2 separate regions of the Mus musculus genome follow, and region 2 is linked to region 1. The links are chromatin contacts, called in public Hi-C maps. All regions are on one chromosome and are shown on one strand. The core of a region is the stretch at or near the end of the contact, and the rest is flanking DNA. Distances in the headings are between cores, read along the strand shown. Region 1 overlaps Nkain3 (Na+/K+ transporting ATPase interacting 3). Region 2 holds the start of Nkain3 (Na+/K+ transporting ATPase interacting 3).

What was found. Hi-C and Micro-C count contacts between places; a contact is called where the count stands out from the background.
Region 2: a contact with region 1 is called in a Hi-C map of uterus, with 2.0 times the contacts expected there. The contact joins the promoter of Nkain3 here to the enhancer-like site in region 1. A contact is called at or near these places in 4 of 39 promoter capture datasets (embryonic stem cells, hippocampal neurons, liver and 1 more), 6 of 484 Hi-C or Micro-C datasets (the AML12 cell line, hemogenic endothelial cells, nephron progenitors and 1 more), 1 of 115 datasets of contacts at active chromatin or transcription factors (embryonic forebrain) and 4 of 9 other capture datasets (adipose tissue, embryonic stem cells, liver and 1 more).

What each region holds. Positions count from the first base shown.
Region 1 is chr4:20,684,343-20,687,130 of GRCm38.p6, forward strand. All of the region lies in intron 1 of Nkain3 (Na+/K+ transporting ATPase interacting 3), which reads right to left. Among named protein-coding and RNA genes, the nearest start is that of Nkain3, 93 kb to the right of the region's middle. Within about 2 kb of position 1,364, at least 2 of the 459 cell types and tissues checked have an H3K27ac peak or open chromatin away from gene starts, as enhancers often do. A contact at or near this core is called in uterus, where this site is marked.
Region 2 is chr4:20,777,296-20,780,083 of GRCm38.p6, forward strand. Nkain3 (Na+/K+ transporting ATPase interacting 3) reads right to left here and starts at 1,373. Exons shown (of 6, transcript NM_001290410.1): 1 at 967-1,373. The coding sequence starts at 1,020.

The sequences.
Region 1 (2,788 bases), core at 114-2,613:
TCTCAATAGAAAAATCTCAAATGGGTGACAACCACTTAAAGAAATATCAATACCCTTAGCCATTAGTGAACGGCAGTAAAAATTACTTTGGTATTTCTTCTTATACCTGTCACAATGGCTAAGATTAATAACAATAGTGGCAGCACATGGTGGTGAGAATAGGAAGCAAGGGGCATACTCCTCCATTGCTGGTGGGAGTACAAACTTGTCCAACCACTGTGGAAATTGACATGGCAGCTCCTCAGTAAACTGGGAATCAATGGACCTCAAGACCCAGCTGTACCATTCATTAGTATATAGCCAAAGGATGCTCTATCCTACCCTAAGGACACTTTCTCTGTTATGTTCACATCAGCTTTATTCATACCAGCCAAACACTGCCAACAACCTAGATGACCCTCAGCTAAAAAAAGAAAGAAAGAAAAAGAAAAAAAAAGAAAAAAAAGGGATGAAGAAAGTGTGATTGTGATTAGTTTACACAGCAGAGAGTTACTCAGCAATTAAAAATAATTACATCATGAAATTTGCAGGCAAATGAATGGAACTAGAAAAAAGTCATCCTGAGTAAGGCAACCCAGACTCAGAAATATAAACATATTATGTACTTAACTATAAGTGGATATTAGCTATCACTGGAAGACTATGTGTCTGCATTTCTTCTTGATTATCCTATGGCTAACGAGATCATAAGCACAACATTCATGATGGCAGGCATGACTGTGCATACACTTATTACTGACTCTCTATATGACTCATACATTTTGTCACCACAAAGTGTTAGCCTACTAGAAACACATACATGTGCTATGCCCTCCCTGTGTCACTCTTAGTTTAGAGTATGAGCTAGTTATTTCCTCATATTGGCTTCCATAATCCATAAGAGGCTTGGTGCCTATTCTTATTGCAACTTGATATACAATGTTTGGTTGATATCCATTGGAGTTCTGAGCTTTTCTGAAGAAAAAAGAAGGAGGGATGTATGGGAGTTGGGGATCAGGATGAGGACAGAGACTGAGAGGATAGAAGGGAGGAGAAACTAGAGTCAGGATGTAATATATGAGAAGAATAAATACATAAGTTAAAAAGATAAGCCCTCATTTCATGATTCATAGTCATACTTGAAAATGACCTTTCTATGAAGCTCTTATTCCTTGTTTTCTTAAAGCAGCAAATTCTTCATCAAACCAGACTCCCAAGGCCATGAACTCCTGATATAGAATTGTGGGGCATCCTGAAGTTGTCCTGACTTAGCTGCCTTGAGAGGGATGTGACATAAGTTTTTCAGGTTTGAGTGCATGGCTACTGGAGCACAATGTGCCTTCCAGTTCCTGAGAGATTGAAACACACCATCAGGCAGTGAGGCATTCAGGCTACTTTGTGTTTTCCTGTATGTTCACTTGTAAGTCAAGCAAGCATAAAAGCATGACAGAACAATTGGTCTTAGACATTAATCTTGTGTTTCCTGTATAGCTTGCAAATGTCACTGTATCCTGGCAACTGCAACTCTATTGATCTGGGCAATTGCCATTATAATCTGCTCCTGATAAAAAGTATAAAAAGTCTGACTACTTTCAATATAATTGCCACACTTAAGTTTTCTTGAGGATCCTCGAGCTGGCCGAGTTTACTTCCTCCTGGACATGTCAGGTAACCTTGGTATGGTAAGTAAGCTCTGACACTTATCAGTAGTTCTCAAACAGGGACTTGAAATAAGGAGACTTAAGGGAAGGAAAAGGGAAAAGGTGGTAATGGCAAGGAACTCCTGGAAATCAGGTACACATAAGTATAATAAAAAGATGGGTCATGTAAGGTCAACAGAGTAACATTTGTTTGAACTAGTTCTACAAAATTTATCTTTGGAGGAAAGAGGTAAAGTATGACATCACCAGTTAATGAAATTCATGGAGGTCATTAGTGAACTTCAGCCTTTTTTCTCTGAGGAAGAATTCCTGGATTCCAGAAGTTGGTCCAGATTAGGAAAAACAATTCATGGAGAGGTAGATGCAAAGGGACCAGAAAAAAATTTCTGGTGAAACATTCCAGCTTTGGAAACAAATAAAACCAGTAGCAGGTAAAAATGACATAGTTAAAGTTAGAAGTGAAAATTATCAGAAAAAGCAAAACTAACCCTTTAAAAAGAAAATAAAGTTAGACCCTGAAAGTATATTATTTACTGTCTTTGGACAGGGTTAAGGGTTTCTTCCTACTTAGGCTGAGTTCCCTCCCCCACCTCCAGCTCCAATTTCTTCTGCTCCTAAACCTGTCCAAGACCAATTCTTCATAGCATGGAAACATTTTTTTTCACTGCTTCACTTAATCTCTTACTGAGGTTATAAAAGAGGTTTCTCATCCCACAATAGGAGAATTAATTCCATCTAAGTCAGAGTACAGGTCTCTGTCTGCATAGTTTCTGAATAACAGGAGAAGATACAAGTGGATTTTCTTTTTCCAGTGAATGAAGCACTTAATCCTAATGACTATGTGCAAAATATTAGAAATTATATAGACATTTTACTTAAGATTCTTAAGGATCTCAAACAGGCTTTTGATCAATATAGACCAAGTGCTCTTTTTACATTGTCTCTCCCTTATTCTATTTGTGAGGAAGGTTTTCTTCTTTCTGATTCGAGGATCTTAGCAAAAATTTGTAAATATTTACTGAGAAAGACTAATTATTCAGAAAGATGTCAGAAGCACTATTAGAAAACAACAAAATAATGTGGCCATAGCTTTTGAAATGTTAACAGAAGGAGGCATGTATTGTGATGTTCCACAACTGATTACATGT
Region 2 (2,788 bases), core at 123-2,622, 93 kb after region 1:
TTTGTGGGTTCTGACAAAACAAACGCAATGCTTCAAAGAAAGGAAGTGCCGCGGGGAGCCTACAAGGTCTGCTCCCTGAACTAGGAGGGAAAAAAAAAAAAAAGACTATGAATCTCACTCACAAAAGTCTAGCACAGGAGATTGCAGCCTTGACTTCTGGTAACCACGAAACAGACCACAGAATCAATCCTAATGACAATAGGACCCAGAGTATTTGCATAGAATCAGAAAGGTCTTTTATCTTTGCACCCTGATTTCCAACTTCCTATTCCACTCACTCCCTGGGCAAGGGGCCAAGCCAAACAGAAGCCGGGTTCCCTTCTTTGCTCTGTTCACTCCCCAAAGACAGCTGTCAGTCCGTCGCATCCTGAGCACGCAGCATTTCAAGAAAATCAAAAGAGGAACTGAAAAGGCAGAGGCTGAACTTGTGGTTCCCAAGCACAACCACATGTTCCTGGAGTACTCCACTCCTCTACGATCGCCTTCCAGATACTGAAAGAGAGGTGAGATTGTAGCTCTCTCAGTAACTAGCTGCCCTCAAGCACCTTCTAACCAAACAAGAACCTATCTCCAGAAAACCGTCCCAATAAGAGCAAGCTCCAAACCCAGGCATAACTTAAGCAGAATTGCAGAGGATGCACACGCTAGGTGTCCAAGAGAGGGGCGGGGAAAATGCTCTCTCCTGGAACGCCACCCCAGCTGCCCCCGACCGCGTGGCGATGCCGGGTGGGGGCGCAGTGAACCCAAGCGCGTGGGACCAGAAGTGAGACCGCGCCCTCCTGCGGGCAAGAGCTACCAGGCGGGAGGCACAGATAACCTGGAAGGGACAGAGAGGGTGGGGGATCCCTCTGATGCGCTCTGCCGGCTCACCGGTCTTTAGCCGGGAGCTTCGGATCCAGGGACAGAGCCCTACAAGCCAGTCCGAAAAGCGGGCTGTTTCCAGACCCGGACGCACTGGGCACTTACCAGCTGCAGTGCGCAGAGACAGACCAGCGAGCAGCGCCCGGTGCAGCAGCCCATGGTGCGGCCAGCGTCCCAGCAGCGCCGCTTGAGAGAGATCTGGCAGCTCCGGCTGTATCCTGCGACTTCAGAGCAGCCCGCGCGGCTCTCTCCCCGACTGACCGGGCGCAGGCTCCGGACCCCGCGGCCGGCTTTCTGCTTTCGGACTGGGGCTCGCTGTCGCCTTTGTTAATCTGCGTGCAGGGCGGGCGGAGGTCAGCGCGGCGCGCCCGTGCAGTGCGTCTGCCAGGGGTCCCTACCTCCTAGCGCGAGGGTCGGCTTCTTGAGGAGGGGGAGCCGGGCGGAGGGCGGGGGATGGAAGAGGCTACAGCTGGTGAGTGGGTGAATGTCTTTTAGGGGAGGGGAGTATGCAGGAGGTGGGTGTCTGGAAAGTGCGGTGGGCTGTCTGGGTCGGTGTGTGAGAGTGTGTGCTCACGCGAGTGTGTGTGTGTGTGTGTGTGTGTGTGTGTGTGTGTGTGTGTGTGTGTGTGAGTTGGGAGGGGATGAATGAAAGAGAGCGCCTCTGGGGAGGATCGTCTTGTCTTGTTAGGAGTCTGGGGAGAGAGAAAGAGACTGTGGGAGGATGAGATTGAATGTGAATGAGCTTGAATCTGGGAGGCCCCCAGGGATTTGAAGCCTAGGCTCACGGAGCAATTGTGGAGTCATAAGCTGTAGGTTTTCTTTCTGGGTGTGAGGAGTGGGTGAAAGCTACTGCAAAACCTGGAGCTAGGTTTACCCACGCTGCCCTGGAGAGGTACATGTTCTGTTTGGTGTGTGGGGAGGAAGGACCAAGAGACTTGGAACTCAACGTGAAAGCACTCTACATAATGAATGGCCAAGGTAGGGCAGTGGACTGAGCCACTGGCATGGCGCTAAGAGGTGGTTCAATCAATAAGGGTCTCAACCCAAGACTCTGGGTCCCAGGTCAGCGGAGATGACATTTTTCGCACCAGGCGCCCCTGCTGGAATCTTCTAGGAAAAGTTGCCTAGGGTCACAGCAGAGCTTAATGTTCCCCCAAGAGCCCAGAGACTAGACACACTGCTCAAACTGACTTAAGGCTTTAATTTGGAGTGCCTTGGGAGTCTTCATAGAGACACTGACAAGGAAAAGACAGGGCCTTTTAATAATAATGAGATATTTCTAGAATAAACACAAATAAGAAGTTGGACAGAGAAAAAGTGAGAGGAGCCTAGAAGTAAAACCTAATTCTAGTTACTTAAGATACCAAACAAACTCTCCACGAATTCTAAAGAAACTGACTACCCTCACATGAACAGAGCAGAGCCCAGGAGTTCTGTAGCTAAATCACTCCTCAAGAATCAGGAATAAGTCGAAAAACCAAAAAAGAAAAAGAAAAAAAAAGAAAAGAAAAGAAAGAAAAAGAAAAAGAAAAAGAAAAGAAAAGAATCAAAAATAAACCCTTGACAAATTGAGTCCAAAGAGGAACAAGGCTGGAAACACGGTTTTTAACCTATTGCTGCTCTCCTGGTAGATTCTTGGTTTATAAGTTAAGAAAAAGTGAAGGCTAGGTCAAGTGTCTCTTGCCTCTTAGCACTCTGGAGGCGTAAGTAGGCTGATCTCTCTGAGTTCAAGGATACCCTGGTCTATAAAGAGAGAAAAGGCAAGAGTATGTATTTAACCCATTCAGACATTAGTTTTGGATTTTTGTTTCTCTTGCAATTTTATGTCCTGCTCTTTGTAATTCCTACAACATACATTTTATTTCTAATGTGGACAACATTGTTCCAAGGAAAAATCTACTCATGGCATCTCTGAAATTATAGTAAG